Linked DNA regions of Mus musculus: all the other regions are linked to region 7. The links are chromatin contacts, called in public Hi-C, HiChIP or PLAC-seq, Micro-C and promoter capture Hi-C maps. All regions are on one chromosome and are shown on one strand. The core of a region is the stretch at or near the end of the contact, and the rest is flanking DNA. Distances in the headings are between cores, read along the strand shown. Region 1 holds the start of Mreg (melanoregulin). Region 2 holds the start of 6030407O03Rik (RIKEN cDNA 6030407O03 gene). Region 3 overlaps 6030407O03Rik (RIKEN cDNA 6030407O03 gene). Region 4 has its middle 65 kb from the start of C530043A13Rik. Region 5 overlaps 6030407O03Rik (RIKEN cDNA 6030407O03 gene). Region 6 overlaps 6030407O03Rik (RIKEN cDNA 6030407O03 gene). Region 7 holds the start of Igfbp5 (insulin-like growth factor binding protein 5).

What was found. Promoter capture Hi-C pulls out the DNA fragments that hold promoters and counts their contacts. A called contact is a pair of places that touch in the nucleus more often than the background predicts. HiChIP or PLAC-seq counts read pairs in DNA pulled down with a chosen protein or histone mark.
Region 1: a Micro-C map of embryonic stem cells shows a contact between it and region 7, with 4 times the contacts expected there. The contact joins the promoter of Mreg here to the promoter of Igfbp5 in region 7. A contact is called at or near these places in 2 of 39 promoter capture datasets (the 3T3-L1 cell line and pre-B cells), 2 of 484 Hi-C or Micro-C datasets (the N1E-115 cell line and embryonic stem cells) and 1 of 115 datasets of contacts at active chromatin or transcription factors (large pre-B cells).
Region 2: a promoter capture Hi-C map of embryonic stem cells shows a contact between it and region 7, with 12 times the contacts expected there. The contact joins the promoter of 6030407O03Rik here to the promoter of Igfbp5 in region 7. A contact is called at or near these places in 12 of 39 promoter capture datasets (the SN4741 cell line, cranial neural crest, embryonic stem cells and 6 more), 3 of 15 datasets of contacts at CTCF or cohesin (embryonic stem cells and stem cell-derived epiblast-like cells), 27 of 484 Hi-C or Micro-C datasets (LSK cells, the N1E-115 cell line, Sertoli cells and 14 more), 29 of 115 datasets of contacts at active chromatin or transcription factors (SST interneurons, bone marrow-derived dendritic cells, craniofacial prominence and 13 more) and 1 of 9 other capture datasets (embryonic stem cells).
Region 3: an H3K4me3 HiChIP or PLAC-seq map of craniofacial prominence shows a contact between it and region 7, with 8 times the contacts expected there. The contact joins the enhancer-like site here to the promoter of Igfbp5 in region 7. A contact is called at or near these places in 12 of 39 promoter capture datasets (the HPC-7 cell line, cranial neural crest, embryonic stem cells and 6 more), 1 of 484 Hi-C or Micro-C datasets (cerebellum), 14 of 115 datasets of contacts at active chromatin or transcription factors (astrocytes, craniofacial prominence, differentiating embryonic stem cells and 10 more) and 3 of 9 other capture datasets (adipose tissue, embryonic stem cells and macrophages).
Region 4: a contact with region 7 is called in a Hi-C map of uterus, with 2.4 times the contacts expected there. The contact joins the enhancer-like site here to the promoter of Igfbp5 in region 7. A contact is called at or near these places in 14 of 39 promoter capture datasets (3T3-L1-derived adipocytes, the C10 cell line, the HPC-7 cell line and 9 more), 10 of 484 Hi-C or Micro-C datasets (the G1E-ER4 cell line, the N1E-115 cell line, embryonic stem cells and 6 more), 17 of 115 datasets of contacts at active chromatin or transcription factors (SST interneurons, craniofacial prominence, embryonic forebrain and 10 more) and 3 of 9 other capture datasets (adipose tissue, embryonic stem cells and pancreatic islet).
Region 5: an H3K27ac HiChIP or PLAC-seq map of heart atrium shows a contact between it and region 7, with 13 times the contacts expected there. The contact joins the enhancer-like site here to the promoter of Igfbp5 in region 7. A contact is called at or near these places in 10 of 39 promoter capture datasets (the 3T3-L1 cell line, Sertoli cells, cranial neural crest and 5 more), 8 of 484 Hi-C or Micro-C datasets (the N1E-115 cell line, cortical neurons, embryonic stem cells and 3 more), 16 of 115 datasets of contacts at active chromatin or transcription factors (craniofacial prominence, differentiating embryonic stem cells, embryonic basal ganglia and 11 more) and 1 of 9 other capture datasets (embryonic stem cells).
Region 6: a contact with region 7 is called in a promoter capture Hi-C map of neural stem cells. The contact joins the enhancer-like site here to the promoter of Igfbp5 in region 7. A contact is called at or near these places in 12 of 39 promoter capture datasets (the 3T3-L1 cell line, cranial neural crest, embryonic stem cells and 7 more), 10 of 484 Hi-C or Micro-C datasets (embryonic stem cells, liver, nephron progenitors and 3 more), 19 of 115 datasets of contacts at active chromatin or transcription factors (VIP interneurons, craniofacial prominence, embryonic basal ganglia and 12 more) and 2 of 9 other capture datasets (adipose tissue and embryonic stem cells).

The regions. Positions count from the first base shown.
Region 1 is chr1:72,211,013-72,213,712 of GRCm38.p6, forward strand. It overlaps Mreg (melanoregulin), which reads right to left and starts at 1,295. Exons shown (of 5, transcript NM_001005423.2): 1 at 1,005-1,295. The coding sequence starts at 1,099.
Region 2 is chr1:73,863,167-73,865,866 of GRCm38.p6, forward strand. It overlaps 6030407O03Rik (RIKEN cDNA 6030407O03 gene), which reads right to left and starts at 1,300. Exons shown (of 9, transcript NR_045311.1): 1 at 1,209-1,300.
Region 3 is chr1:73,770,660-73,773,359 of GRCm38.p6, forward strand. The region is part of intron 6 of 6030407O03Rik (RIKEN cDNA 6030407O03 gene); the gene reads right to left. The region is part of intron 5 of Gm29183 (a long non-coding RNA gene); the gene reads right to left. Among named protein-coding and RNA genes, the nearest start is that of Gm29183, 55 kb to the right of the region's middle. Within about 2 kb of position 1,367, at least 5 of the 459 cell types and tissues checked have an H3K27ac peak or open chromatin away from gene starts, as enhancers often do. A contact at or near this core is called in craniofacial prominence, where this site is marked.
Region 4 is chr1:73,593,936-73,596,635 of GRCm38.p6, forward strand. No RefSeq gene overlaps it. Among named protein-coding and RNA genes, the nearest start is that of C530043A13Rik, 65 kb to the left of the region's middle. Within about 2 kb of position 1,261, at least 7 of the 459 cell types and tissues checked have an H3K27ac peak or open chromatin away from gene starts, as enhancers often do. A contact at or near this core is called in the N1E-115 cell line, hippocampal neurons and uterus, where this site is marked.
Region 5 is chr1:73,692,310-73,695,009 of GRCm38.p6, forward strand. The region is part of intron 6 of 6030407O03Rik (RIKEN cDNA 6030407O03 gene); the gene reads right to left. Among named protein-coding and RNA genes, the nearest start is that of Gm29183, 130 kb to the right of the region's middle. Within about 2 kb of position 1,337, at least 2 of the 459 cell types and tissues checked have an H3K27ac peak or open chromatin away from gene starts, as enhancers often do. A contact at or near this core is called in heart atrium, where this site is marked.
Region 6 is chr1:73,641,472-73,644,171 of GRCm38.p6, forward strand. All of the region lies in intron 7 of 6030407O03Rik (RIKEN cDNA 6030407O03 gene), which reads right to left. Among named protein-coding and RNA genes, the nearest start is that of C530043A13Rik, 110 kb to the left of the region's middle. Within about 2 kb of position 1,445, at least 31 of the 459 cell types and tissues checked have an H3K27ac peak or open chromatin away from gene starts, as enhancers often do. A contact at or near this core is called in embryonic basal ganglia, neural progenitor cells, neural stem cells and 3 more, where this site is marked.
Region 7 is chr1:72,873,454-72,876,153 of GRCm38.p6, forward strand. It overlaps Igfbp5 (insulin-like growth factor binding protein 5), which reads right to left and starts at 1,412. Exons shown (of 4, transcript NM_010518.2): 1 at 353-1,412. The coding sequence starts at 686.

The sequences.
Region 1 (2,700 bases), core at 45-2,544, 660 kb before region 7:
AAGAGCAGACAGGCAGGATGGGTTATGTAACTCTGCAAAGTCAGGGGAAGTGTCTGGACTTGACAGAGTAGGGCAAGGTAAAGCCATGCTTTGCTGCTTCTGCCAGAGTTGTGCAAGCAGGATTGGATTCGTTGCGTGTCCCTTAAGGAAGGGGTCCTGGCTTCTGCGCTTGTTCACCAAGCCTAGAATTCCACCCTACATCCTGTGCCCTAATTTCAATTCTGTTCCCTGGGGCACGACTTGGTGGGACCTCATTCGATAAGGTTAACCTGGCATGGTGGAACTTAATTTCAGCAAACTCACGATAGGGAGGAAGAAAAAAACAAAAAACAAAAAACCAACATTTTAAGGAAAAATAAAAATCACAGTCCTATCTCTTCTCTCTCTAGGAGCCGGCAACCACGCTTGGGTATGTCTTATTTCTGAGTGCCTTTTTCTTCTACCCCTCGTGCTTATACGTATATTAAAGTATCGCTTTAGGGGAAAAAAAAAAAAAGTCAAGCAAAGCTGTGCACAGGGTTCCTTCACAAAGCCTCTTAGCACATTAGCTAATGAGCATTAAATGTCCCCACATTTCAGTTTAAACCCCCGAACAGTCAATTGGCTGTCACTGGTACAGCACGCATAGTTTTATCACGAGAAAGATTTCCTCAGTCACTGAAATCGACTTCTTTCGGTCATGACATTGGAAGAGATAGCCAAACTTTTTTTTTTCATCTCAGTGCCAAGGAAACCCACGCTCGTCCGTCTCATCCGATGAGACCCCCTCTGGAAACTTCTCTTCCCGGCCCTTTCCCCTGCAGCAGTCAGTGGCGTTTCCCAGGGGCATCCGCTGCCTCCGAGGAGCCACACAAAATCTGAACCAAGGATCCGGAGCTTAAATCGTCTTGTGCGAGACCGGGGCCGAGGGGGGCCGGGTGGCACCGCGGTGTGACCTCACAGCACCCCTTCCCCGGTTCAGACGACACCCGGGTCCCCACCCCGCGAGGCGGCCCGATACGCACCTGACCAGCGGCTCCTTCTCGGGCCGCGCGGGCTCCTCCAGGCACCGGCACGGGCAGCAGCAGCAGGCGCTCCGTAGCCAGCGGCGCAGCCCCATGGGGAGCGAGGCCCGGCGCCGGGATCCCGGAGCCGGGCGCGCGATGGCGGCGGGGACGCGGGGACGGGGACAGGGACGGCCGCGGCGTCACGGGCCGGGCCGTGCGCATCACGCCGCGGCCGGCCGTGGGGACGCGAGCTGCGCGTTTGCCGCGGGAGCTTTTCCCTCTCTCTTTTAATTCCCCGGGTGCCGCCCGAGCGCATGCGTCCTGCGACGCCCACGGCTGCCCTCTAGGGAGCGAGCGCGCTCCAGGCGCCCCGCAGAACCCCGGAGGTGACCGCTGAGCAGCAGGGGTCTGCTGCGCGTGGCCGAACCCAACTGTCCTTTTAATTGGCTTCTCTGCAAAGGAAATGGTCTCCCACAATACACGCTTTGTAAAAGTTTTTTTATTTTTTCAAACTTCCAGCCCTTGAACACTCTTAGGGGAAAAAAAAAAAGCAACCGCTTGTGAGTTCTACAACTGTTATATTACAAGAGATTTATTTTTGTAAATTACAATGTGAGTGCTGGGAACAGAATCCTGTCTTGTGTAGCGCCATCTACCTCACCAGCCCCCAGAAATCCCACTTTTGTTTTTTTATGTCCAAGCAGCAGATTACCGCACCAAATGTTTGTGGTTTTGTTTTGTTTGGGGTTTTGTTTGTTTGTTTGTTTTTATCTTTTGAAATTAAAACATTGCATTGCCCCACCCACCCTCACCATTCCCTTTCTCCCTCCAACCCTTCCCATGCACACATTTTTGTGCCTGGCTCTTTTCACTGATGTCATGCAGACTGTATGTGTATCTTTCTGTCTTCCTAACGCAGACCTAATCTTACCGATGCCAGTGTTATTTAACCAGACCGTGAACATAATGGTGAACATGTTAACCAATCCCAGCCTTTTGTACTGAGGGCTGCAGTGCACATCCTTGAACTGCTGCACTTGGGAGCTTCTACACCAACTGAATAAAGATGTGGCAGTCGACTTGCTGTGTCATAAGATGCCCCTTTAATTTTTTTTTTAAAAAAGATTTATTTTATACATATGTGAGAACACTGTAGCTGTGTTCAGACACACCAGAAAAGGGCATTGGATCCCATAACAGATGGTTGTGAGCCACCATGTGGTTGCTGGGAATTGAAATGAGGACCTCTGGAAAAGCAGTCATTGCTCTTAACCACTGAGCCATCTTTCCAGTCCACCCCTTTAATTTTAATGAATCCTGCCAAATTGCTTTCCAGTGTGCAATTCAAATTTAGACTCTGGCATACAAACCCTATACTCAATATAAAATACAAGGTGTGATCGCCCAGGGAGTGTCACTATCAGAAAGTGTGGCCCTGTTGGAGTAGGTGTGTCACTGTGGATGTGGGCTTTAAGACCCTCATCCTAGCTGTCTGGAAGCCAGTATTCTGCTAGCAGCCTTCAGATGAAGATGTAGAACTCTCAGCTCCTCCTGCACCATGCCTGCCTGGATAATAAACTGACCCTCTGAACCTGTAAGCCAGCCCCAATTAAATGTTGTCCTTAGAAGAGTTGCCTTGGTCATGGTGTCTGTTCACATCAGTAAAACCCTAAAGCAGAAGGTGTTTTGCTTCTTTGTCTTGCCTTTGCCAGTC
Region 2 (2,700 bases), core at 50-2,549, 990 kb after region 7:
TCTGAGATAGCGATGGAGCAACAGGAAGGTGACAGCGGCGGAGCTTTCTAGATATCGACACCTGTTGTGGGAAAGGAAAGCACTCCCTGCTGGCCAGAGGGGAAACTGAGACTGAGCCGTCACTTGAAGCCTGGGACTGAGGGATGATGGGACATGAAGCTGAGTGGTCCTTTAAACTTAGCAAATAAAAATCTGGAGACTGTAAATCTTTCGTTTACGATTAACAGTGAATGCTCTTTAGCAATGTACTAGCCATGCACAGCGAGCAGGGTATCTGTGCAAAGAGCCAGGGAACTAACTGATGCTGCATTGGAGATTACAGAGGAGTTGGGGATACAGGTGGAATGCCCCAAATTAACCTGTAAGCCTCACCTGCCCCGTTCATTAACCAGTTCACTAGTTAAAGCTACTAGGTCTCTTCTTAAAAGAAGACAAACAGGTTCGCCTTGCCCATGAGCTTCATATTAAAGAATAAACAGGTTTCAGATGGTTTCTGCTAAAGAAGCCTGCTTTACAATGACTGCTTTCAATAACGAGTACTTATGTCTTTGGTAAATGACTAGATGAAAAAATTTCGTTCTGAAATATATAAAGATTTGAGAATAAAAAAAACTTGAATAAGTTATAAGGATCTCAAAAATGATTGTGGATATATAGAAATAAAAAAGGTTTCGGATTCCTTTTCCATTCTATGCTGTTATTGCCCTGAAATTTGGGGGGGGGGGGTGTCAGGATTTGATGAAGTACCAGCTGTTTTACTACTCAGTCACAAGCTCAGGATTTTGAGTTTTCTTTGGTTATCTTCTAGATATAGACTTAGAGGTGCTTTTTATTGGGTTAAAATATCTCTATCCAATTATACACCTGGCTCTTTAAACAGAAAAAAATTTTTTTCATGTTCAGAGAAAAATGCTACAGTTCTTACTAAGACTCAAAGGCGTAAGTCTGCTGCTTCACAGAGTCCCATCAACTGCTTTCCCTACCATGTGAATTTCAATAAAATGGCAACGCTGATCTATCTCCTTTTATGAACTGAAAATTCGCATGAGCTTCAGGGAATCAGAGAAGTCGTAAGACTTGGATCCACCTACCAGAGTCAAATGGACTCCGGACAGTACAGCCTGAGTTTCTGTATCTGTCTGTCCCTAAGAATGGAGTTTCCCCTGGTCTTGGGATTCCTCCCCCTCCCCGGTAACACAAAAATTTACCTTCTGTCCCGAGTCTATATTTGTCTCAACAGATTTTCACTTGGCTGACAGACTTCATCCAGGGATGCAAACTGCAGAGCTCTGGACTTGCTGAAAATTATGTAAACCAGTCCAGCCAACATGATTGCTCCTTGTGCCTTCAGCTGGATCAGCCAATCCAGTGCTTCTGACAAATGCCCCATTGTCCAGCCTTTCACTAGCCTCTCAGTCTTCTGGGGCCCTGGCAACAACACCCTAATGTCAGCTGGAAGTAGTTACGGAAGAAAATATGTTGTCTGTTACCCCACCTAACAGGCTGAAAATGCTAAGTCAAAGAGAAACTCTGTGGCATAGAGGACAAAATGGCTACCTATAAGCTGACTGACACATCAGAAAAATGGGCCCAGATTTGTCAACTCGTAGATTTATTAACTAAAATAGTTCTACAATATGATAGGATACTTAACCTGCTTTATGCAAAATAAAAAGTATTATGTGCCTTTAAAAATATTTCTATACAAATCATTCAGGACTATAATTTGGCTGTACTCAAGAAACATTGCAAAAAGGGACCTGAGATAAAATAAATGACTGGTTTCCCATCCATGTCCAGGCTCCTTCTAGATAGTAACTCTAATGGTTAGTAGATCTAAAATATAAACAAGTACCCATCATAGGATCAAAGACTTGAGAGGCAACACCAGGGGGAATGTAATGCCCAAATTTAACCTGTAAGCCCTATCTGCTCAGGACAACAGGTAACTTCCTAGAATGCTGGGAACTGTAGTTCTTGGAAAATAACAAAGCCTCATGGGAAAGTACCATGACCTATAGGTTTGTCCTTATAAACCCCTTCAACATAACCCAGGGCTCAAGGCCACTCTCTGCTGAGAAATTTCAGGAATGGTCCTGACCAAAGCCCTTATCTTGGTCAGTATTTAATATTTAATAAAGCTTGCTTTTAAGCTTGCCCCAAAATGGTGAGATTGGTTTTGCTTCAACGAATCTCATGATTAACATAGCAAATAAGCAATATACTAGGAATGGTGATCCCAGTATCTCCCAAAGAGATAGAAGTGGGACATACAGGAGATAGAGCAACAACAAAAACAGGAGTCAGAGAGAGAAGAGGGAGGGGGGGTAGGAAGAGAAGAAGGAAAGGGAGACTATTATGGTCTGTATGCTTTTGTCTATCCAAGGGTCATACACTGAAACTCTAACGCCGATAGGATAGTATTAGGAGGTGGGGCTTTGAAGGGTAATTAGGTTTAATGAGATGGTGGGGGGTGGACCCCATGATACCATTTGTGTCTTTATAAGAAGTAGATCAGAGCTTACTGTCTCCATCTTGTCAGTGTAACTGGCCCTGCAGAAATGAAGACATTCTAAAGAGACAATTATGTCTCTTGCTCTATAAGACGACGGAAGCAATGGACCCCAGAGAAATGAGGGCTTCCCCAGGAATTTTATTCTGGGAGAAAAATAGGGCACCAGCCAAAAGGGGGAACTCATC
Region 3 (2,700 bases), core at 117-2,616, 900 kb after region 7:
CAAGACTCCTGACGTGTTAACCTACTTACGGACTATTGGAGATATGGCATAACTGTCCGGTTTTCTCCTCTTTTTCCTCATTTTCCTGAACACACAGATATGCTACGTTTTCTGTCTTCTCTTAGCAGTTCTCTGTGGCTGTGTGCCAGAGTTCCAGACAATGGGACCAATGACAGGGGGTGAGTCAGAAGCCACCTTTTTATCCACTGTCCTTATTTTCCCTACCTTCTGCTGAACAAGAAGTAAGTCACAAAATAAGCCCAGCTTCCCACTGCCACCCAAAAGGCCTCAAACTGCAAACTGGAGCCAGGATGCCCAGCAGGTTGTCATGGTTACCTTTACTTGTCAACTTGACATGGTTCAGAAAAAGGAAACTCAATTGAGCTATTTTCTCTATCAGATTGACCTATAGGTATGTCTGTAGGGTATTTTCTTAATTGCTAATTGCCACCTCTGGGCGAGTGTCCCTGCTTTGCATAAGCCAAGCCAGAGGGAGCAAACCAATAAGCAGCACTCCTCCATGGCCTCTGCTTCAGTTCCTGCTCCCAGTTCCTACTTTGAGCTCTTACCCTTGCTTCCCTCCACAAGGGACTGTAACCTGTAAACCAAAACAAACCTTGTATATCCCCAAGTTGCTTTTGGTCAATATGATCACTGCAGCAGAAAAGTAACCAGAACGCAGGATGTGTCTTGTCACTGTTAACAATAGTGTCACTTGGAAAGTGCCATGACAAAGACTCCTAGCTACCCAACGTGGGCTGGCATCCCACTCCATTGTTTCTGCATTATAGAAGGTGTTGGGATGAAAGGCTCTGAGGATCAAGACAATGAGTTCCAGAACTAAGGCAGGGCTCTAGAATGAGATAAATGAGCCAAGAGACAGAACATTGGGAAAATTAATATCCACAGAGGAGACTCCATCCAACTGCATAGACTCTGGACATTTCTCCTTGTGACCCTAATTCATAGGGTATTTTTCAAGACTCAGGACCTTAGTTTTAGGTTTGTTTTTCACTTTTTTAAAATTTTTTCCTCCCTAAAAAGAATTTTAAAATAGATAATAAAATAAGTGGACTGTTGAGACCTATTTGGGAAGGGTCTAGGCTACCTCACCAATTAGCTATTTGCTTAGGAGACCCTCCTCACTTCCTGAGTGTGACAAGTTTGTTTTCTGCCCACGGCTTCCATGTCGGGGTTATACAACAGCTGGTCAACTCACAGTGGCCCCGAACACGCTAGAATATCATCTTACACAGAGGGGCTATCTGACATAAGATCTTGCTGCATAGCTCAGGAAACTATCCCGACAACCACAGAAAGGTAAATACAGACTCTAAACTCATGCCAGCTGGGCCAGCAGCAACAGAGCCCTTTGCCTGGCAGCTGTGGGACAGTTTTCAAATATAAACACTCCCCCTCTGCCTTCTGCTTTCCCTTCTCCTTGCTGTTTTCTTTCCTAAGGATTAAGAGATTTCATTCTCATTGTTCCATAGATGGAAAGGGAGGTCTCCCAGAGCCGACGCCAAGCACTGTGTGTTCCTTATGGTTTGGAAACCACTTGAAACACTCTGTCCCCTTCTCCTACAGCCAACCCACGCTGTAACCCCCCCCCCAGCCCCTTTAGAGTTCTATCAGAGTCCTGGAAAGGCTGCTGCAGAAATTGTCTTTTCCCATACTGCCCAGAACATCTGGAAGGCAGAGAAGGTCATTAGAAAGTTGCTTTCCAATGGAAGATGGGACAACTATCAGAAACATAGGGCAGAAAGGAGTTACATCTAATGGCCTTGCTAGATGTCTGGATGTCTCAATGCATTCATGAAGCAGTGGCATTCCCCTGTACTGAGGCATATAAAGTTTGCAAGACCAAGGGGCCTCTCTTCCCATTGGTGGCCGACTAGGTCATCTTCTGCTACATATGCAGCTAGAGCTCTTGGGGTACTGGTTAGTTCATATTGTTGTTCGACCTATAGGGTTGCAGACCCCTTCAGCTCCTTTTCTAGCTTCTCCATTGGGGACCCTGTGTTCCATCCTATAGATAACTGTGAGCATCCACTTCTGTATTTGCCAGGCACTGGCATAGCCTCATACGAGACAGCTATATCAGGGTCCCTTTAGCAAAATCTTGCTGGCATATGCAATAGTGTCTGGGTTTGGTGGCTGATTATGGGATAGATCCCCGGGTAGGATAGTCTCTGGATAGTCCATCCTTTCATCTTGGCTCCAAACTTTGTCTATAACTCCTTTCATGGGTATTTTGTTCCCTATTCCAATATATACAAAGAGCTCAAGAAGCTGGACTCCAGAAATTCAAATAACCCCATTAAAAAATGGGGTACAGAGCTAAACAAAGAATTTTCAACTGAGGAATACTGAATGGCTGAGAAGCACCTGAAAAAAATGTTCAACATCCTTAATCATCAGGGAAATGCAAATCAAAACAACCTTGAAATTCCACCTCACACCAGTAAGAATAGCTAAGATCAAAAATTCAGGGGACAGTAGATGCTGGCGAGGATGTGGAGAAAGAGGAACACTCCTCCATTGCTGGTGGGATTGCAAGCTTGTACAACCTCTCTGGAAGTCAGTCTGGCAGTTCCTCAGAAAACTGGACATAGTACCACCAGAAGATCCAGCAATACCTCTCCTGGGCATATACACAGAAGATATTCCAACTGGTAATAAGAACACCTGCTCCACTAT
Region 4 (2,700 bases), core at 11-2,510, 720 kb after region 7:
GACTCCGGCCTTGAGCACACATTGCATATAAAAGATGTTTGTGGGTTTCCTAGGTGTTTTTAATCCACAAGCAAAATGGATCTGGGTCATTTATCCCAGAAAATTTTCTTAAGGGGAGACTCTTTATGAAAATCAAGTGAGGGTGAAAGTCTCCATTCCCTGCCGCCGTCCGTTGCTCATCTTCTGTATTTACTGCCTCTCTGGTTTGCATTAGCGTGCTGACAAGCAGAGCTGTAGACATTTTCACCCACACTCCAACTGCTGCCCTGACTTCAGTTCCAAGTTATGAAACCCAATCTAAACCTTAGAGAGGCGGCTTCAAGCTGGAACTTTAAATCTCAGTTTATAGAGTCCCCCAGGATGATTCCAGGAACCGAGTTGGGAAGGTCCTGGGAATTAGAAACCAAACTACCACCCCCTTCTTCCCCAAGAAGGCTCTGAGGACATCAGAAATGAAACTCATAAAAGACCATTTTCATGATGCCCCAACTGAAAAGAATAGCAAGGGAACATATCTCCCATCTCCCGCCTGGAAACTGTTTATAACAAATCCCAGACTCAATGAGGTGCCTTATTCTTCAAGGTTACTTGGAGGGTATTTTGCAATTCTCCTTGGTCACCTGTTTCAAAATATAAGAGCCGAAAGCCAGGAAAATCTTCCTCATTTTCAAACACAAGTTCTTTCCTCAATCCAGAACATTTGGGTAATTAAAGTGTAACATTTCAGTCCTGGAAGAGGTTCTAAATACCATTTCGTCTGGAGGTCACCGCTAGTGACCCGGAGATTGAGACATATTTTACCAGGGCCATAGAAAGTTTAGTTCTCAGTGTTTTTTGTTTTGTTTTGTTTTTTTTTTATTAGTTGCTAATACCTAAATATCGAAACAGTTTCTTCTTTTAAAAATCGCATATGGCTGATATCTCTAGAGAACTTGCAAGACCTGGAACCAGAATGATCCTCCTTCTGGCAGCCATGAACAGACTTGAGGGCTCTTCAGATTGGAAGGAAAACAATTAACTCCCCATTTACCATGGAGCAGAGCAGGGCAGCTGATGCGATTGACCCTAAATGACTAGGTGCTCTTGGCAGGCATAGTTGAAATCCCTGGTTTTGAATCGGAAAGTGGCCTGAAATGACCAGCGCACCCTCAGCATGCCTCCTGACCTAGGAGGAACACTTCTTCAGTCCTCTCTGTGCTGACCGGGGGACGCTGGAGAAGAAAATAACACAAAGCAGGGAGGAGACGTCAGAAAAGCCAAAGCCTACGATTGATTGCCATGGTCTCACAGTTCCTGGTCGTCCCTGGGTCAGCTCAGCAGGATATTTATAGAACTGTCTGCTATGAGATGTGAAGGAAGATAATTGGGGAAGATAATTGACTGATCCAGGACCCAGGAAAGTTTCCAGGCCAAGGTTTTTAAGACCCAGAATCATTTTTTTTTTTTTTTTATGGCAAGAAGGGAACGCATGTGTGCCTGGATGCGTGTAGTTTGTTTCTGGACTGGTTTCAATGCTTTTCCTCTAGAACAAGGTGAATAAGGGTGGCATACCTGTTTATAGCTATGGAGGGAAGCCCAGAGAACATGAAGAAGGGACTCACAGGAAATATGAAGGGAATATAGGAGAGAGAATTTTGCCTATCAAGAAAATAAAACACAAAGTTTGCAAAATGGATGATTATAAGAGGCAATTCAAATCAAAGGTCATTTTGTTGTTTTTTTGTTTTTTAAAAAAGGCAAGTTTATTTCTCAAGAAATGGTTAAAGTTCATTGGTATTAGTATACAGAAATGATTTAATTCTTTGAGTCTCTAAAAAATGATTGACTGGCAGGAAAAGTACCAATTCTGTGATAATCACGACTTGCCAAGCTAGGAGCAAGCCATAAGGTGAACCTGAGGGTAACACTTACAACACTGAATACTTGATCTCTGAGGCCAGAGCAGGCTGCCACAGGCTGGAAAGGATGTGGCGCCAGCAGTTGACACAAGTGCCACTTGGTCCTGACAAGAACAGAACAACCCTTTGAGAATTATCAACCTAGAACCCATAGGTCTGAAAGCACACAGTGGTATATTTATTATGCACCCATTTTTGTTTGAATGCCAGAAAGTCTTCTAACATAGAGTGTTTCTTTTCTCTGATGGTGAAGAAATTTCTAACTATATTAGAAAATGTATGGGGCAGAGAATATATGCTAAGGTAATTATTTATTAATATTAAAAAACATTCTTATTACATCTGTGCCCTACCCCTTTGCAAACTTGTATTTAATGTTAGCAAACTGAGTGGGTATGAAAGCTGTCCATGTAAAGCAATCCTTTTCAAGAATCATGGCATATTTTTTAAAGTTTTGATGTTTAAAGGGCTTCAAAATGTACAACAAAAATGAAATTAAAAAAAATAAAGTCTTGCAACCCTATAGGAGGAACAACAATATGAACTAACCACTACCCCCAGAGCTCGTGTCTCTAGCTGCATATGTAGCAGAAGATGGCCTAGTTGTCCATCGTTGGGAGGAGAAGCTCTTGGTCTTGAGTAGATTATATGCCCCAGTACAGGGGAATGCCAGGGCCAGGAAGTGGGAAGGGTTAGGTTGGAGAGCAGGATGGGGGAGGATATAGAGGACTTTCAGGATAGCATTTGAAATGTAAATGAAGAAAATATCTAATTTAAAAAGTCTTTTAAAAAGATTGGTAAA
Region 5 (2,700 bases), core at 87-2,586, 820 kb after region 7:
ATATATCATAAAACTACGGAGATATGTTAAGGGCCATTCGGAAATTGCCGGAAATACTATTCTAATCTCAAGCCAAAATTCATTTAATGGTTTTTTCCAATGGAACTCAAAGAGCTGGTTTAAAATAAAACAATCAAATTCAATACAGTACAAAGTAGACCTATCTATACACGATGATGAGTAAGATCAGAACCTGAGTCTCTTATATTCCCTCCCATAATTTTAACTCCACCAGGCCACATTCTGCCCCCTTTTTTCTATACTGTGTTATTTCTAGTTAGGAAAGAAATTATTTAAACTGGCTCTATTGATGATTTAGCTCAAGAATAGATATTTTTATAAAGAAGGAAATGACCATAGTTATGATCCAGTGGGGTGTCACAGTTTGAGGATCCAAAAGCAGAAAGTAAATGCTTCTGAAGACAGGTAAACAAGTGTATGTAAACTGAGGCTAAGATGGAAGGGGAAATTTCATATACAAAAGAAAAGGCAAAAAAGAAGTACCTATACATGGAGAGATGAGGACAGAGGGTTGAAAACCAATTGGAGGTTGGAAAATGGGAATCAGAATCCTATGGTAAATAAAAGTATGACAGGCTAGCCAGGGGTTGACAGGAACCAATGTGGCATCAATATCCTTGTGTGCTAAGATTAGTTAGGATAAATTTAATCCCAGAAGGTCTTAAAGACAAAGTGGTCACTAACCATGGCTTACATGGGAGTCTACAGTGATGGAGCACTGGGCAAACACTGGCCTACACTGGAGAGACTCGGTGAGACACAGATCCACAGTCCGTGTGGTGGCAGAACAGAGCACAGCCTTCGAGGGCCAAATTCTAAGACAGATTGATGTCACTCCTGCTTTCAGTCAAGACTGGCTCAAAAGCCTAAAAGGCATCAACCGACCCAAAGTCTATGCCCTCGGAGGTTCATATGCTGAACTTCTGATTCCAAAGTTGACTGTACTAGGAGCTGAGCGGAGCCTTTGGATGATTGGGTCAGAAGGGTAAAGTCCTCACTGTCGTGATTGGCATCCTCCTAAATTAGTCTCAGAGAGCTAGCTAGACCCCGTCTGCCATACGGAACAATGAGAAGGCACAAAGCAAGCTCTTGCCATACTCTGAATATACTGGTGCCTTGGCCTTTGACCCTGAAGTCTCCAGACCTGTGGGAAATAGATTTCTGTTTATAAGCCATTCACTCTATGGTATTTTGTTGGAGGATTCTGAATAAACTGAGACAGACTGATTACATGGGTGGAGTCAGACGAGCCCAGACAAGAGAAGAAAAGGGAACAGGGACCGAAACCCAGGCCAAACCTAACATCCCCTTCCTGAGAGAACCAAGGCTTTTATGACTTGTAGACACTACTCTGACATTCCCAACCAGCCAGACACAGAGCACAGCCACAGTCACAATAAAACAATTATCTTCTTATCTACCACTGTGCTACCAGCATATCTCAGATCTTCAATAGCTATGTGTTGAATAAATGAACACCCACATGCATGGCCATGTGTTTAGTAGGCTGGAATTTGATCTTCCAAATTTGTCTGTTACAAATTCTCTATCATGTAAAGAGTTCCCTAAAACACCATTTAAAACACAGAGACATCAACAGGTTCCATATTTTATGATTCTGCTTATATAACATTTTCTAAAAATAAAACTGTAGAGATATGGAACAGATCACTGATATTTAAGGGTTGGGAAGAGAAGGGAGGGTGTGGCTAAGAGAATTCCATTGTGGTAGCAATAGTCCTGTATGTGGTCTAAGCCAGAGGTCTTATGAGGTAGACACAGAGTACAATGTCAAACAATTAAGCACAAAGACAGAAAGATAAGTGCATGTCAGTACAGCCAAATCAGTCTCATTCACTGTTATGTCTATATTAATCTCTTGGTTTTGATAATGGAGTTTTGTTACATATATTATCACCAGTGGGGAAATGTGGCTATTGGCACAAAGCACTCATGTTACTTACTCTTCTGTTAGTGTGATAAAAAAAACAAAAAATAAAAAACTGTAGCCAAGGCTACATATAGAAGAAAGAGTTTATCAGCATCCTAAGAGTACATCACCATCATAGTGGGAAAAGTGTAGCATCAGGCAGGCATGGCAGTTGGAGTGGCAAGATGAGAGCTCATCTGTTAAACCTCAAGAACAAAGCAGAAAGAGTGACCCAGAAATGGAGCCAGTCTTTTAAACTCTTTAGCCCACCTCCAGTAGTGTACCTCCTCCAACAGTGGCATACCCTCTTAACCTCTCTGAAGAACACCACCAATTGGGATCAAGTGAGCAAACTCAGAGTCTATGGCAAACATTCTTATTCAAACTACAATAGCATCTCATTGTGTGTGTGTGTGTGTGTGTGTGTGTGTGTGTGTGTGTGTGTGTGTGTGTGTATGTAGCTGAAATTCAGATTAAAAAAAGCAAACCCTATGAGAGGTTTGAACACTAACTGGATATTGAATAACATTAAGAACTTAAATTTAGAGTGCTTAAAAATAGTGCTGTGGGGTGTTTAGGAGTCTTTGTGTTTTCCTAGGTAGATATGAAATGTATATGGAAGAAATGACTTAATATGTGATAGAGCTATGATTAGTATTGGAAGAGAGATAAAGTGAGTAAGGAAAGCAACTGCTGTGCTTGCCTGTGACTTCTTCTCCATCCCTAAAGAGATCCTACATAGCTGTCAT
Region 6 (2,700 bases), core at 195-2,694, 770 kb after region 7:
AGTTTTATTTAAAGAGAAAACTGTTAAGTTGTCTAAAAGTTAGTATCCTCCATCCTCCCCCGCCCCCACTCCCCAGAAAATAACCTAAATCGCTCATTCTCTGGCCAGCCCTTCATGTTCTCATATCCTGACCTGTCCAAAGCAGACTCTAATGTGACCAAGGGATGTGCGCAACCCATCTGAGACAGCTTAGAAATGTTGGACAGAAACAGGCCTCGGGTGATACACCAAAAGGCTGGTCCCCAGAATATCTTCCACGTGGTTCTCTCCAGGAAACTTCTACTAGCGCTTGGTAGAAGATCTTTGCATGTTTGGATTTCCAAGGCGTCTTCCCTCCCTCTGTATCTTTGCTGTATCTTCCTCCCGTAGATTTCCCAACCAGACAGTCTAGGGTCAGGTAGGGTCAGGAAGGTTCTAGGTCTGTGTCCACCACAGACAGGTGACTTTTCCTGTCCGAGACTTAGGTTGTTGGGTTGGGTTTTTTTGTTTTGTTTTGTTTTTCCTTTTTCTTTTCTTTCTCCTCATTTATTCAATGTGAGGTGACTGTTAGATACTGGGAGTTAAGCTTGGCCATGTGTCACACAACTAATAGATTCAAGAATAACACCTGGAAGAACAGTATTGAGAAGCCACACCGCTGTTATTTATGTCATCTGCCTTCCCGTGTGTGTCCCTGAACACAACCAGTCCTCAAGGAACACTAGCCACTTGCTGGTAACCTAAAGAGTAAATTGGGTGAATTATTCCTGAGAGCTGTGAATAGAACAGGAACGAATACCAGAGCCTCTGCAAATTCCGATTAAGACCCTACTTTGCAGAAAACCATTCTCTTTCCATTTACTGAGCAGGTGCACATGACCAGCCTGATGCTGAGATCTGCCTCACAGTCTCCTCTGGGAATCACAACTCTGCAGTTTACAGAGCTCTGGGATCCCAGTCACCACAATGCTTTAAGTGCATTGGTTCTGCTGTAAAAATTATGGTAGTGTCCCAATACCCAGGTGTCTTCACAGGACCTCTCAGCTTTGAGCAGACACCTGGTTTGCTATTTTCTAGAAGGCAAAGTCTGTAAACCATCTTTAACTGAGTCCAGAAGACTTGAGTTTAGCTTCAGACTTTTCCCACTGGATGAAGAGTGTCCCGTGGGAGCCTGACCTACTGTCACAAAGCCTTATGGCTTCCCTCTTACAGAGCCCAACTCCCTGATGATTATCCTAGAGTTGGTCTTGCTGTGTCCCTCCTCTGTTATGTCACCGGTATAGGAACTAGACTGAGAGCCACGGAGCTACAGTGCTAAGGCCTACTAAGGAATCTGGGGAGGCAAGCTGTAAGTTGGTCATGGCTTTTGAGCAAGCCCTGGCAAGTGAGAGCCTGCATTCACACTTGTTCTTTCAGGTCTAATAAGCTACACGCTGGCTTTCTTAGCATCCCAGAATAGCATGCTGAGGCCGAGAGGCCAGCCTGTTTGATGTCCTGCTTTGGACATTTGCATGTCAAAGCAAGGAGGCTACTCGATTATGTGTCACGAATTACATTAAGTATCCTGTCTCTCTCTTAACTCAGCCCTGACAATTCCATCCCTGACCTTGACCACTGTGAAATCTCCACTGGGGAGCGGGGTGGGAGTGGGGGTGGACTGCAGGATTAAAATATTCCATTTGTGTTGTGGTTCTAACTGGTCTACCTCGGATTTTAGAGTTCAGTTCTTCCAGCCTCCTCAGAGAGCTTCAGTCTTAAAAATATCAAGGAAGGCAGAAAGAAAAAAGAAAACAAACAAACAAACAAAAAAAAAAACCAAGGAATGATTTAGGAGTCAGACAAGCCTTGATTTGAATGGTGATTTAACTACTTACTAGAGATTCCTTGCCAAGAGTCCTTAACTCTGCAGTTTCCACAGGTAGGAGGTGGAAGTACTATCTTCTGGACAGGATGCTCTGAATGTCGCCAAGAATAGAGCATTAATAAATAAATAAATAAATAAATAAATAAATAAATAAATAACTGTCATTATGGAAGTCTGGTGTTCTCCAAACAACCTTCCAGTTCTTTAGCCCTTCAAAGGCCAAAGCAGCTCGCTGAAACCCATTGCCCCAGATTGACCGACGAAATCCAAACTCAGATTATTTAACTCAGCTCATCCAGGCACACACTTCAGCGTTTATGCTCTTTCTCCAAATCCCCTCCCTCACAAAGACTCTCAAATACCCCCAGGAACTCTTCTTCCATGTGCTTCCCTCACCCCGAAATCCATTCCCTGATCAGTGAGCCCCCAGCCTGCTGGCCTCTGACTCTGTCTCCCCTTGTCTTTCCTTACTCCCCTCTCTGAATGCAGCACTGGCAGTCTGCCCTCCTCCTGTTTCCTTCTGCCCTTCTTCTTGGCAGTTGCCTAAAGTGTCTCTCACCATGAGAATCTCTTCTGGTCCTCTTCAAGATTATAATGCTTACTGCATTGTCACGTTTTGATACTTCTGTCTTTTTTTAGAGAGCTTGTCAATGTTTCTACCCTGCTCGAAAAGTTTTTCAGGGGGCCAGGGATTTTGAGGCACAACAATTTCTTTGAGGAAGTTTTACACTTATTTTAAGAGGATAATTTTTGATGACTTCTTTTTTGACACTGCTGTAGCTTAGGGTACAGAAACATGCCTGTGACACAATAAGTCATTGTAAAGTGATTTCATTCCGTAGGTATGAGAGTGCAGA
Region 7 (2,700 bases), core at 162-2,661:
ACCTGTTCTTTTTCAGAGAGGATTCTCTTGGGATTTGGACTTTGAGACTCAAAAGGAGCTCAGAGTCAGAATTGCCACGAGTTAGGAGTGGGGGAGGGTCGGGTTGGGGTGGAGATGAAGTGTAAACTGGTAGAGACGGTTAGACAGCCGCCTAGGATAGCTTGCTCTGCCAGGGATTCAAGTGTGAGGTGCAAGGACCCACCCCATCTACTCTCAGGAGCTACTAGGGTCTAAGCCACTTGCTGCGCGCGCAAAGCGCGCGGGTTCCCAATCGGTCCCCGGTCCCCACCCATCCAAGGTGCCTCCCTCCCCAGCTCCTGTGCCGTGCAACTGAAACCCCAGTAGCGCTCACCTATCTTGGTTTGCTCGCCGTAGCTCTTTTCGTTGAGGCAAACCCCGCGGCCGTGCAGCAGGGCGTGCAGCGGCTTCTCCTCATCCTGCCGGGGGAGGCAGCGCAAACCCTGGGCGCAGCGCTCCGTGTAGACGCCACACGACTGTCCCTCCGCCAGGGCGCAAGTCATGCAGCAGCCACAGCCGGGCTCTTTGACCAGCTCACAGCCCAGAGGGCTGGGGGGACACATGGACAGAGCTTTCTCGTCGCAGGGTTCACAGTGCACGAAAGAACCCAGGCCTTGAGCCGGTACGGCATAGGCGGCCAGCAGCAGGAGGACCACGCTGATCACCATTTTCTCGGAGTCTGGCTTTACCTCGGGGCGGGGCAGGAGAGCGAGAGTGTGTGGAGAAAGAGGGAGCCTGGAGATTTTTTTCCTTTTAAATCTCTTGCAGGTAGAGCAGGTGCTCTCCCCCAAACACTTGCAAAATATGAGGCAAGGAGGATTCAGATGCCTGCACGCAAGTCCCAATTGCGAGGATTAAAGACTTGCAACAGGTTGGGGGTGAAAAAAAGAGGCGCGCCAGGTGCACGCAGAGCGAGCGGAGACCGTAGAAACCCCCAGGCGGGATCGGGTCAGAATTGGGGGTGGTGGTGGAGAGAACCACAGAATTGCTCACTCCAAAGCAACAGAAATAATTAGCTTGGAGGCCTTGAAAAGGGAGGAGGTGAAGAAAAAAATGGATTGGGCTTAATTTTCCCCCCTTTGCTTAAAATCTAAAACGCAACCCCACTCCGCTCGGTCTCAGCGGCCAGCTGCGCTGCTGCCGCAGAACAGGTAAGAGGCGTCGGCGGCTGACAACAAGATCGGGAAAATGTTGAAATCGAGGGGGGAAAAAGGGCAAAAACCCAGACCTCACCAAACCTGGACCCCAACACCTGCTCTGTCACCACCTCTTCGAAACCCGCAGGTTCTGCGTGAAGTCCGGAGAAGGGTGCAGACCGAGGGGGGGGGTAACAAAAAGGAACAAAAAGGGGGAAAAAAGCCCAAACAGCTTTGCAGCTCTTTCCTAGCTCTTTTAGAAGTTTCCAAAGAGACTGCGGGCTCTGGTCGAGCAGGCGCTTTTAAATAGACGGCCCCTGGCTGCCAGCCAGTTGTAGCTGCAATTTGAGCTCCCCAACACCCAACCCATGCAAGGATGCCAAGGAGCTTTGCAGCGCAAACTCACACGGGGTGGGGGTGGGGAAGAGAGGCCTTCTAGACACGGGGGCTCCCCTTCGCTCCCTACACAGAGCCCTCCTCCTCACGGAATGTACGGAAAGGGCTTTGGGGGGGGGGCGAAGACAGGCGAGCTACAGAGGAGAGTAGGGAGAAGGTGGAGGGAGGAGTGGATGGCAGTACTCTTCAGAAGCTGGGTGAATACAATGGAGCGAGTCTGTTTTCCGACAACTAGCCCGGACACTGGCTGTTAGGAGTCACATTTTCTTATTAGCCGTGTATACCCTGCCCAAGAAGTCCTTTCCAACTTTAGAAAAAAAAGTGTCTAAGAGACCACTGAAGGTTTGTCTGTCTGTGTGTTTGTGTTTGGAGGACAAGTAGTGTACAGTAGCTGGTGAGGGGCATTGAGATAAATTTAAAGAGAAAAGGAGTGCGGGCGCGTGTGTAGACCCCTCCCCCATTAAAAGGGGCAGAGGGATTATGGCAAGGGCTTGTCATTATTGTTCTGGTGGGGTACTGATTTTAGTTAAAGCCAGTGGTCATTTTCCTTCACCTATATAGATGACCAGGGAATCTCTCTCTCTCTCTCTCTCTCTCTCTCTCTCTCTCTCTCTCTCTCTCTCTCTCTGAGTGTGAGCGTGCTATGTGCACTTTCAAGAAGGGATAACGCCCTCCACCCCACCCCCCTCCCCAGCTTTGTTGGGAGTAGTGACTGAGACCCTGGAGGAAATGCTGTGGGTTGTCAGTTTTATCTGGTGTCCTCATGGACACCTTAAATGTCCTTTTAAATGGAAGGAAGGTAGGATAAAGTGATAACCTTCTTGGGTTGACAATGAGGCATTTCTGTGGGGTAGGCAGATCCTGGAGTGAGCAGGTACCTCGCTGCAGGAGACCTTGTTTAAGGGTTAATATGTACCAAGGTAGCATCCTGGAGCCTGCACGTGAGAAATCCTCACCATGCCACAGGAAGCCCCAGATCGCTAGTCAGCACTAGGGACCATTCTTCCCTTAGGAAAATGAAAGAAAACCTAATTTTTGAAAGAAGGAATATGATGGCTTTAGCTTTTTTTGTTTGTTTTAAAAATTAATTTGACATGATAGGTGGTCTGTAGACTGCCCACCACAGGTAAGAAAAGACATGATCAAGTGA